3 separate regions of the Mus musculus genome follow, and regions 2 and 3 are each linked to region 1. Evidence: chromatin contacts called from public HiChIP or PLAC-seq and promoter capture Hi-C data. All regions are on one chromosome and are shown on one strand. Each heading gives the region's core, a stretch centred on a gene start, on an enhancer-like site or on the middle of the called end of the contact. The rest is flanking DNA. Distances are from core to core; before and after follow the strand shown. Region 1 has its middle 14 kb from the start of Gm10522. Region 2 has its middle 4.2 kb from the start of n-TLcag9. Region 3 holds the start of Fcrlb (Fc receptor-like B).

Region 1 (3,395 bases), core at 605-3,104:
CAACGAATTTAATGGACAGAGGTCCATTTTATCTTATTTTAACATTCTGCCTATAAGATGCCTGTTCTGCCTTCCTAAAGCTAATGGGTTCAAGAAAGTTTAGCCATTTGCATTGTTTCAAGGAACATGGGAAGACCTTAATAGAAATGGAGGCTTTCCCATCTCAGGTGTCTGGGTTCTTTGTCTCTGTAAACCCAAAGCATAAATTTCATAGGCAACAAGAGGAGGGTGTGTGTATAATGTTTATTATAAGTTATTTGTAAGTTCAAGAGATTGGAGGCAAGCAGAGCTCACGTATAGCAAGAGTATGTCCCAGGTGAAGGATTACCACCAATGATCACTGTCTAGGGATTAATAAAGCTTTTCAAGGTTGAGGCATAGGAGTGAGCTGGTCTGCTGGTCTGCTTTCCAAGGGCTGGACTCTGGCAGGCTTCCTTCCCCCAGAGCTTGGCAGCAGTGAACAGTGCCCTCTAGTGTCCTTATGCAGGCCTCTGAAATTGGTACCCTAACATGGTGTCTTAGTCAGGATTTCTATTCCTGCACAAACATCATGACCAAGAAGCAAGTTGGGAAGGAAAGGGTTTATTCCGCTTACACTTCCTCGTTGCTCTTCATCACCAAAGGAAGTCAGGACTGGAACTCAAGCAGGTCAGAAAGCAGGAGCTGATGCAGAGACCATGGAGGGATGTTACTGGCTTGCTTCCCCTGGCTTGCTCAACTTGCTTTCTTATAGAACCCAGGACTACCAGCCCAGGGATGGCACCACTCACAATGGCCCCTCCCACCCTTGATCACTAATTGAGAAAATGCCTTACAGCTGAATCTCATAGAGGCATTCCCTCAACTGTGGCTCCTTTCTCTGTGATAACTCCAGCTTGTGTCAAGTTGACACACAAAACACATGCCAGTACACACAGCATGATTCTTTTGTGCTTCTGGAAAATAGAGAGTATAACTATGCATAGTTTTTAGTTAGTTCTACATTTTCCTGTCCTTCAATCTTGGCAGAAGCCTGAGTTTTAGCCTTTATGGTCATCTAGAATTAAGGATTCCTTAGTGCTTAGTACTGGCCAACATTATAGCCCTCAGCCTGAGGTCTGGAAACCCAGTCCCTCTAGACTCTGCTGCATTAAGTAGAGTCTTTGAGTTCTGGAAGAGAGCATCACTAGGTGGCTTCCTACAGCAAAATGACAGAAAACAGAAAACAGCTTACATAGACCCCCCCCCAAAAAAATGGCTTTACCATGTGGCATACCAAGTTTCTTAAACATGTAACTATAAATTATAGATAACGTGTAATAATATTGTTGCTGGTGGTGAAACCTTTACCCAGTGTTTCTAGTCTCTCGTCATCATCAGAAAACCTTTTTCTTTTAATGAGGCAAAGTAAGGAATTAGGAGGAAGTTGATTTCAGAACGAAAGTGCACACTCAGGCAGTGGGTGAGGCCCCCAGAAATGGTCACACTGCGCAGAACTTTGGGCAACATTTTTAGGGCAATCTTTAATGCAGGGAAAGAGTATCCATGAGTTAAGGCAGAGAAAAAAATCAGGGAACCACAGGGATGGGCTGGGATCCCTTTCGTTTCCCCGACAGGGCTACTATCCATTTTTGTCTTTATATGGAGATTTCAGATATGACATAGCAACAGATGCATGAAGGGAAAAGGGCATTTTACAAGGCTAATCATATAGAGACGTCATTCTGATGAGGTAAATGACAGTTGCCATCTCTGCTGGGCCCCAGTCAGTTTTGGGTGGTCTTGCTTTTCCTGTTTAAGGAACGTACCTCTCCATGACTGCAATCTGCTGTTGCAGCAGTCTCTAGCCTACCACAGTGCCCGCAACAGTGCAGACACTTCCTTCTCTTTGCCTCGCTCTCTTCAACACGTCAGCCACTTTTCTTTTCTTGTGAAAGCATGCTGAAGCTGACCGCAGCAGCTCCGGGCAGCGTGCGGTGCAATAGCACCATGTCCAAAGACTGACAGAGAACTGGCCAATCCTTGTACCTCAGGATCCAGCAGAGTGGGATTTGTTGGCCCCAGCCATGTTCACGTGATCAGCGCGATGCCTGGCAAGAGAGTGGAATCCTATGACTGCCTCAGAGCGACGGTTCTCAAAATCAGCCTCCGCATTGCTTAGAAACTTGCTGGAGATGCAAATTCTCAGGCCCTACCAAACTTAGAAACTTTGAAAGAGACCCAGCTCTCCAGATGACTCTGCTAGAGCGCAACTTGGAGAATTTCTGGCTTAAGCTAACTGAAAATGATTTCCTGGTGCCAGGAAAGCTTGAGTCTCCCCTAAATCTCGTGATCACCACATACTGAGAAAGATCGTGTTTTGTTACAGTAGTAAGTCAGGGAATTAGAACTGACTGAAGGGGGCAGTTCTTAGATGGGCTTCCATGATTCAGTCTGAGTGGTCCAACAAATGGCTGTTTTTACAATGGAAAGGCTTTGAACTAATAGTTCAGTCCACAAGACTAGGAACCTCCCCGGTGCCAGCCTGGTGCTGAAGGCCAGGAATCTTGCTAGTGAGCCACTTGTCTTCAGCCCACAGTGAAAGGCAGAAGAAACTAGGCTCTCATGTCAGTGAATGACGGAGGTGGGTGTCAGCTATGCAGCAACAGGGTAGGTGAATTTGAAAGCGAGGCGTATTGTAAAAAGGGGGTCTTGTGTTTTGTTTTAGTTTTTTCTTTTAATGTCTGCTTCTCTTTCTTTCTTAAAGATTTTTATTTAGAAGTTGTATCTTGGGTATTCTAGGTTTCTGGGCTAATATCCACTTATCAGTGAGTGCATATCAAGTGACTTCTTTTGTGATTGGGTTACCTCCCTCAGGATGATATCCTCCAGATCCATCCATTTGCCCAAGAATTTCATAAATTCATTCTTTTTAATAGCTGAGTAGTACTCCATTGTGTAAATGTACCACATTTTCTGTATCCATTCCTCTGTTGAGGAACATCTGGGTTCTTTCCAGCTCGTGGCTATTATAAATAAGACTGCTATAAACATAGTGGAACATGTGTCCTTATTACAAGTTGGAACATCTTCTGGGTATATGCCCAGGAGAGGTATTGCTGAATCTTCCAGTAATTCTATGTCCAGTTTTCTGAGGAGTCACCAGACTGATTTCCAGAGTGGTTGTACCAGCTTGCAATCCCACCAGCAATGGAGGAGTGTCATTGGTAAAAGAGGCCCCTTGGTCTAGCAAACTTTATATGCCCCAGTACAGGGGAATGCCAGGACCAAGAAGTGGGAGTGAGTGGGTAGGGGAGCAGGGCGGGGGGGAGAGTATAGGGGACATTTGGGATAGTGTTTGAAATGTAAATGAAGAAAATATCTAAGAAAAAAAGAAAAAATATTTTTATTTATTTTATAATAAATAAATGCCACCA
Region 2 (3,395 bases), core at 466-2,965, 99 kb after region 1:
TGGAGCTGGAGTTACAGAAGGTGCGAGCCATCTAATATGGGTGCTAGGAAACTTGGGTTCTCTGCATAAATAATAGATGTTCTTAATCTCCTTGCCATGTCTTTAGTCCTCATTTCCTACATTTTAATTAACTAAAAAAGAAATAAAAAGGAAAGGAAAGGACATGACTTCCATGGTTTTGGAGAAAGTTTATTTTAGATAGAGGGAGAGCATGCCCCGGAGAGCTTTGTTAGCATTTCTTCTAGGCTCCACCCAACAGTTACCTAGCAACAGCCAGGTTTGAGCCTGGCCGGCTATAAAAGGTTTGTTTAGTCACCTCCACTTTCTCTCTCTCTCTCTCTCTCTCTCTCTCTCTCTCTCTCTCTCTCTCTCTTCCCCCGCCCCTTCTCTATCCCCTTGTGCCAGGAGGCATTTGTGAACCCCAGACCACCAAAGAGCCATCTCTGATATAATAGCATTAGGGTCTCTTTACTACAAGCTCAGGCTTGGACTCTCCTCCAGCCCAACCCTGACACAGCAGGATGGGGAGGGAAGGCGGAGCAGAACAAGTATTTATAGGAAAATGGGAGCGAGTGAAGGGGTGAGGGGGGGGGCGGTCCAGTCTGGCAAGGCATCTAATAGAATGACTACAAGCCAACAAGTGAGTGCTCTGAAGCAAGACGATAAACAGTCGCAAAGGTCTGAAAGTACATCTGAAACAATCAGACTGATCTTTGACTAACTGTTGCTAGGAAGTAGCTAGGGAGTAACTCTGTCAAGGACAAGCCCTGAGGTCCTTTCTGCTACTTGGGTGCAACTTGGGTTCCGCTGCAGGTCAAGTTCTCAGGATTTTTTTTTTTTTTTCCTTTAAGATGGAGGTCAGTCCCAAGATGGAGTAGGTTTGGCCTCTCACTCTCTCTTTCTCTGCCTCTACTCCGTTCTCAACCCCCCTTCTCTGCTGCCCCAAAATAAACTTCATTTTATACTAGACCCATAATATGGCTGGTACCTGGGGGGTGGGGTGGGGTTCCTCCGCATGGTATGGCACACCCCCTCCCCAGCATCATGCCACATTAGAAAACATATCAAGTATAGATATGCAGAAGAACATAGTTACATAGTTACACAGAATAGTACAGCCAGGGGCAGATATATCTGGGAAAGTCCAGAGTGGTCATGACCTTGAACCTTGTGGAGAGAGGGGGAGAAGAGTGAGAGAGGGGAACCAGGTGTTTGGTTTTGGGAAAAGGGACTGAGCACATATTTTAAATATCAAAGCAGACCTGGCCTCCAGGTTCTCCCAGCATTCCTTAGTCCCTACCTAACAAACCCTGTCCCCAACCTTGAATTTTCCAGCCCTGGGGCTGGACTGCTCTCCCCCTGCCCCCAGAGGTTCTTTCCTATATAATCCAGACATGTTGCTCTCTCTCTCTCTCTCTCTCTCTCTCTCTCTCTCTCTCTCTCTCTCTCTCTCTCTCTCTCTCCTCTTTTCTTTCTGTACACATGCTTTTTTTCTCTTTCTCCCTCCTCTCTCTCTCTCTCCCTTCCCCATGGTGACTTCCCTGGCTTCAGTCCCCGGGGGCAGTGAGCTCGACTTTCTGAGAGCGGTTTTCTAATAAGCTTGCAGTTAATGTGATTAAATTGGCTCAGTTCAACAGCAGTGGACAAATCACCTATCACCAAGAATGTCAGCCAGAAGACCAGAAGTACAAAAGGAGCAAAAGAGAGGCAGAAGGAAGGGCAGAGAGAGTAGATAAGCAATGTCTGGATCAGATAAGGGGAAGGACAGCCTAGCCCCTGAGACTGAAGGATGCTGGGAACGCCTGGGGGCCAGGCCTGCTTTGATAAGTTAAACTGACACCTCAGCTGCTGGTCTCAGGTTTGAAACTTAACATTTTCTATCTGTGACAGAAGTGCTTCACTTTGCTAGTGGGATAATGTATGCCTGTTGTCCCAGCACTCAGGAGGCTCAATTGGAAGAATCACTTGAGCTGATAAGTTCAAGACCACCTTAGGAACCCAGCAAAATCTATCTCAAAATACAATGCAGGTCATGATGACACACCTCTTGAGAAACAGCACCAAGAGCCAGCCGGAGCTACACAGTTAGTTATTATCTTTTTAAAAAAGAAAGAAAGAAAGAAAGAAAACCCAAACAGCAACACAAAGAAAAAGGGAAGAAAAGAGCAAGTGTAAGAATTAAACAATGACCTCACAAATGCAGGCATATGCTGTGTGTATTCTCTACCTTAGGAACACTGAAATTGTGTAGACTCAATTCTGCAGACTATTAGTTTTCATAGGAAGGCATGGAGGGGATTAAACATTCTACAAGGCAGATTGACCAATTGTGGCATCATGGTTGTAGGGAGATGGGATGTTGCAAACTCAGCCAAATTATTTTGGGCTGTCTTTGGTCTCCTTAATAGCCATTCATTGCTCACTTCTGTATCGGACCTTGTAAGACCCCAACTCAATGTGTTTCTTAGACCCCTAGAAACGAAGCCCAGCATGGAGTTCTTTGTTCTTTCGCCTGCAGCCTGAGAGAATGATGACCACTGGGTGACCCACCCAGGTGCCTGACCCATAGTGTAAGGGACCAAGAATGTTTGCCAAAGATAGCCTGTAACCTTTCCGTGAGAGATGAGCTGTAATTCACCATCCTCATTTTTACGATGTTTACTCAACTTCCCCATTCTTTGTGGTCTTATCCTCCCCTCATTTTATGGTTTATTCTTTAAAAACCCTCAACTGCAACTGCTGGGGTCAATCTCCTCTGCCCCATGCAGGTTATGAGCTCGGCCTCAGCATGCTGATGTCCGAATAAACCTCATGCAATATTGCATCAAGAACGGTTTCTCTCGAGTTATTGGGGTATTGGCTCATCCTGGGACTTGAGGGTCTCCCCGGAAACGGGGGTCTTTCAACTTAACCTCCTTTTCACCATCAAATCCAATTCACAGATCACTAGCTTCTAACCCAAACACTAAGAATGCTATCAGATAGCATTCAAAATCCACAGCAGCGTTCTTTTCATCTTGCTCCTCCCTACCAATGTTCACACCAGGTTACTTAAAACACACCTTGGTTAATGGTTTGTTTTGCTCTGTAATAAAAAAAAATGTGAAAGGACCCAGATATAGCTGTCTCTTGTGAGACTATGCCAGGGCCTAGCAAACACAGAAGTGGATGCTCACAGTCAGCTATTGAATGGACCACAGGGCCCCCAATGGAGGAGCTAGAGAAAGCACCCAAGGAACTAAAGGGAACTGAAACCCTATAGGTGGAACAACATTATGAACTAACCAGTACCCCCTGAGCTCGTGTCTCTAGCTGCATATGTATCAAAAGATGGCCTAGTAGGCCATCACTGGAAAGAGAGGCCCATTGGACTTGCAAACTTTATATGCCCCAGT
Region 3 (3,395 bases), core at 364-2,863, 85 kb before region 1:
AGAAGGGGGCAGTAGGTTGATCTCTGTGGGTTCCAGGCCAGCCAGCCTAGGCTACAAAATGAGACTATGTCTAAAAAAAAAATTAGAGAAACAGCAAAAAAACAAACCAAAACAAATATGCAAACAGGACTCTGTTTGGGTGTGGTACATGGCTTTACCTCAGTATTCAAGAGGTAGACACCAAAAAATCCTTGTAGTTCAAGGCTAACCTAGTATACACAGTGAGTTCCAGGCCAGTCAGGGATCCGAGAGAGAGAGAGAGGGAGAGAGAGAGAGAGAGAGAGAGAGACAGAGAGACAGAGAGAGACAGAGAGAGACAGAGAGAGACAGAGAGAGACAGAGAGAAACAGAGACAGAGACAGACAGAGACAGAGAGAGACAGAGACAGAGACAGAGACAGAGACAGAGAGACAGAGGAGGGGGAACTTAGGATTCTGGGTTCCAGTAGTGTCAGGAGAGCACAATTTTTGACTTTCTGAAACCAGGTCACCCCACTTAATAAATTAATAATATTAATTTGCTTCATGCTCCATCAGGAAGACGGGGAGGGGGATGGCTTTTGGACCAGGAAATCTTTACTGCAGGCTTCTGCCTACTCCAGAGACTCAAGGTGGTTCTGTGTGACCTTTTTTTTTTTTTTCTTCTTGTCCCCTGGGAATAGCCCGATGTCTACTCTGCCAGTAGGGCCAGCACTCACCGTTAGACACAGAGAGGTGGATAGGATCACTGACGGGTGCTCCTCGTGTCTGACATCGATACACCCCTGGTGCCTGCACCTCGATGCTCTTCTTGTGGGAAGGCAGGAGGACATGGCCCAGGTACCAGAGAGTGCTAATGGGCCGGAGCTCCAGCAGCAGAGGGTGGTATCCATCACATCTCAGGGTTACTCGCTCTCCCTTGAAGATGGTGGTCCAAGGTGGGTGTAGAGTCAGTACAGGCTTCTCCAGAGTAGCTGGGGATGTGGGGGATGGGGCCGTGTGAGGAAGTAAAGTAAGATGAGGTGCTTGCCCAAAAATAAAGTCCCAGGATTGGGAATTGTTGGGAAACACCAGTTTCTGGGTCCCAGCCCACAGAGGAACCAACCCTGGCAATGAGGGAGACCACAGACATGAGGCTGCAGACAAGGAATCTATTAATCATAAGCCATTTCTGACCGTGTCTATGCTCAAGAACATTTAGTCATCAAGATTGGGCAAGAGTGGGGGGGGGAATACCATCTCAGAACAGCCAGGAACTGGGGCATCTACCCTCGTGGAACTCATCAAAACTTGGATGAGAGATGTATAAGACTTACCAGCTTTTCCACTTCTTGGAACTGCAAAGCAAGAAAGAAGGAAGAGGTTGAGGACTGTCCTCAGTGACAGGAAAGACTCTTGATCCTGGGAAAGCCTGAGTTTCCTTTGTCCATACCAAATTACCCAGCTTTGAGAAAGCTAGCTCCATTTCATCACCCCAAGGCAGACAGAGAACCATATGAAACCTGAGGTCAGCAAAGGTGGCTGCTCTCTTATCCCACATAACCCTGCCCTGTCATACTCTCCCCCTCCCCAAATCCTGCTGATGCCCCCTCATTACTGACTCACCCAGAAGCAGGAGGGCTGCAAGCATCCACATAATGACTCTGCCTGCAGGCTCGGTAGAGGTTGGAGGCATGGATGTGGGGCAGAGAGAAAAAAGATAGATGGAAGCAGACATTGGGAACTGGGAGACACTGTTGCTTCTTCTGTCCATTCCCACTTCCTCAAGATGGTGGAACACAAAGACCAGGATGTCACCTGAGTGTGTTACTCACCTACCCCAAGCATCAAGCACTGTCCTATCTACCCCTCTGTAGCCATGTTCCAGCTCAGCCCAGCCTTGACTTCTATAGAGAAGCCCTATAGAGCTGTGACTTCTACCACTCTCAAGAGTCACATAGATTCCCCAGGCTCCATTGGGTCCATCAATATCCCACTCCCACCCCAACCTTTCCCTAGTAGCCAGTCCCATTGATGTTCATAAAGCCCATCTTATTCCTGCTTAATCCCTGATGACAGGTATTCTTGGTGTGAGGCCTAGAGAGGTCATTGTGTGTTCCGAAGCAGAGCTTATATCCTCCCACCCATGGGTAGACAGAAAGGCGTGATTCATTCATCCTGCTATGCTCCTGCTGACCTGTTGTTCCCCAAGTAAAAACCAGAAGTGTAAAGTGTTTTCTTCTCCTCCCTTCCTCGAATCTGAAACACTTCTTCCCTCCCCACCCACAATGATCTCGAGCTATGGTACCTTCACTTGCTTGCTCCTTTCTTCTTGCCTTCCGTCTGACCCTAACACCCTTCCCCAGCCAAGTCCTAGTCCACAGGGCTATGGCCTGGGAGAGAGGCCACTGACTGCATGAGCCCCTCGGAGGCTTCTCAAATCCGACCTCTCTGCTTCGCTCCTCTGAGCCACGTGACCACACCTGAGCAATGAAGAGCCCAAGTTTCAAGTAAATATTTAATGAAGTTTCCAACCTGATAGTATGTCTCCCTGAGCTCTGCCCTGTCTGCACTGGCGGCTGTTTAGAACCAGGACATCTGCCTTCCTTGGAACCCTAGCAGGAAGGAGATCAGTGGTCAGATACAGTCAGCTCTCCAAGATCCCATCCTCCAGTTTTGCTGAGGCACCAAGTTTTCCTCTGAGAATTCCCTCATATTTTCAGTGCAGTGTGCTTTTTCCCTGTTAAAATACAAATGCATCTGAGGAAAACATGACCAGTCTTCAATTATGCTGACCTTTTTGGATCTTGCTTTGGAAGCATGATTTGATTGGAAGAAGGGAGACAGAGGACAGGGGAGAGGGAGAGGGAAAGGGAGAGAGAGAGTTATCATGTAGGTCTGAAAAGTAGGATGGTATCTGATAAGGTGAGCCAGCGTAGGGGAGGAGGGAACCGGAGAGAGCCGAGATGAATGCCCATTTAGGCAGCACTCATGTGCTTCCCTACAGCCCTGCCTGCCTCCTCATCTTGGGACCAGTGTGGGATTCCTCACACCAACCACAGCCTGTCCCCACGGTCTGACTTCTGCACGGCCCACCACCTCTACAGTAAAAGTTCGCAGAGTCTACACAAGCAGACTATTTGGCTTCTCATAAGTCAGAACCAAGATCCCAGTCCCTTGCCTGGGTTCCAGAAGAAACCTGATCACATTAAAACTTCATGAGCTGTGTCGTCTTTCTTGAACTTATAGGAATCGGCCTCGGAGCTCATTAGCCATTCAGATAATGCTTGGAACTGGATCCAAAAAGCATCCTGCCCAACACCCGCTTATTCCACTTCCCTCTGAACTTTTCTCAAGTGGGTCTTTTTCTCTACGCAGGACCCTTCCCATAGGATTTTAATTCTTTGATGCTTTGCACACTGCTAAGGCTTTTAGTAT

Evidence for each region. Promoter capture Hi-C pulls out the DNA fragments that hold promoters and counts their contacts. HiChIP or PLAC-seq counts read pairs in DNA pulled down with a chosen protein or histone mark.
Region 2: a contact with region 1 is called in an H3K27ac HiChIP or PLAC-seq map of the HPC-7 cell line, with 6 times the contacts expected there. The contact joins two enhancer-like sites. A contact is called at or near these places in 1 of 15 datasets of contacts at CTCF or cohesin (pro-B cells), 9 of 484 Hi-C or Micro-C datasets (the BV-2 cell line, CD4 T cells, ECoMG myeloid progenitors and 4 more) and 4 of 115 datasets of contacts at active chromatin or transcription factors (the HPC-7 cell line, the SCID.adh cell line, bone marrow-derived macrophages and 1 more).
Region 3: a contact with region 1 is called in a promoter capture Hi-C map of liver, with 8 times the contacts expected there. The contact joins the promoter of Fcrlb here to the enhancer-like site in region 1. A contact is called at or near these places in 22 of 39 promoter capture datasets (the 3T3-L1 cell line, 3T3-L1-derived adipocytes, the C10 cell line and 13 more), 13 of 15 datasets of contacts at CTCF or cohesin (CD8 T cells, the G1E-ER4 cell line, the NIH/3T3 cell line and 6 more), 367 of 484 Hi-C or Micro-C datasets (2-cell embryo, the 3T3-L1 cell line, 3T3-L1-derived adipocytes and 172 more), 75 of 115 datasets of contacts at active chromatin or transcription factors (the 230-238 cell line, CD8 T cells, DN3 thymocytes and 50 more) and 7 of 9 other capture datasets (adipose tissue, bone marrow-derived macrophages, embryonic stem cells and 4 more).

Annotation. Positions count from the first base shown.
Region 1 is chr1:170,996,492-170,999,886 of GRCm38.p6, forward strand. No RefSeq gene overlaps it. Among named protein-coding and RNA genes, the nearest start is that of Gm10522, 14 kb to the left of the region's middle. Within about 2 kb of position 1,855, at least 167 of the 459 cell types and tissues checked have an H3K27ac peak or open chromatin away from gene starts, as enhancers often do. A contact at or near this core is called in the 63-12 cell line, B cells, the BV-2 cell line and 65 more, where this site is marked.
Region 2 is chr1:171,096,041-171,099,435 of GRCm38.p6, forward strand. No RefSeq gene overlaps it. Among named protein-coding and RNA genes, the nearest start is that of n-TLcag9, 4.2 kb to the right of the region's middle. Within about 2 kb of position 1,716, at least 35 of the 459 cell types and tissues checked have an H3K27ac peak or open chromatin away from gene starts, as enhancers often do. A contact at or near this core is called in the G1E-ER4 cell line and the HPC-7 cell line, where this site is marked.
Region 3 is chr1:170,911,328-170,914,722 of GRCm38.p6, forward strand. It overlaps Fcrlb (Fc receptor-like B), which reads right to left and starts at 1,614. Exons shown (of 6, transcript NM_001029984.2): 1 at 1,584-1,614; 2 at 1,295-1,315; 3 at 698-952. The coding sequence starts at 1,614.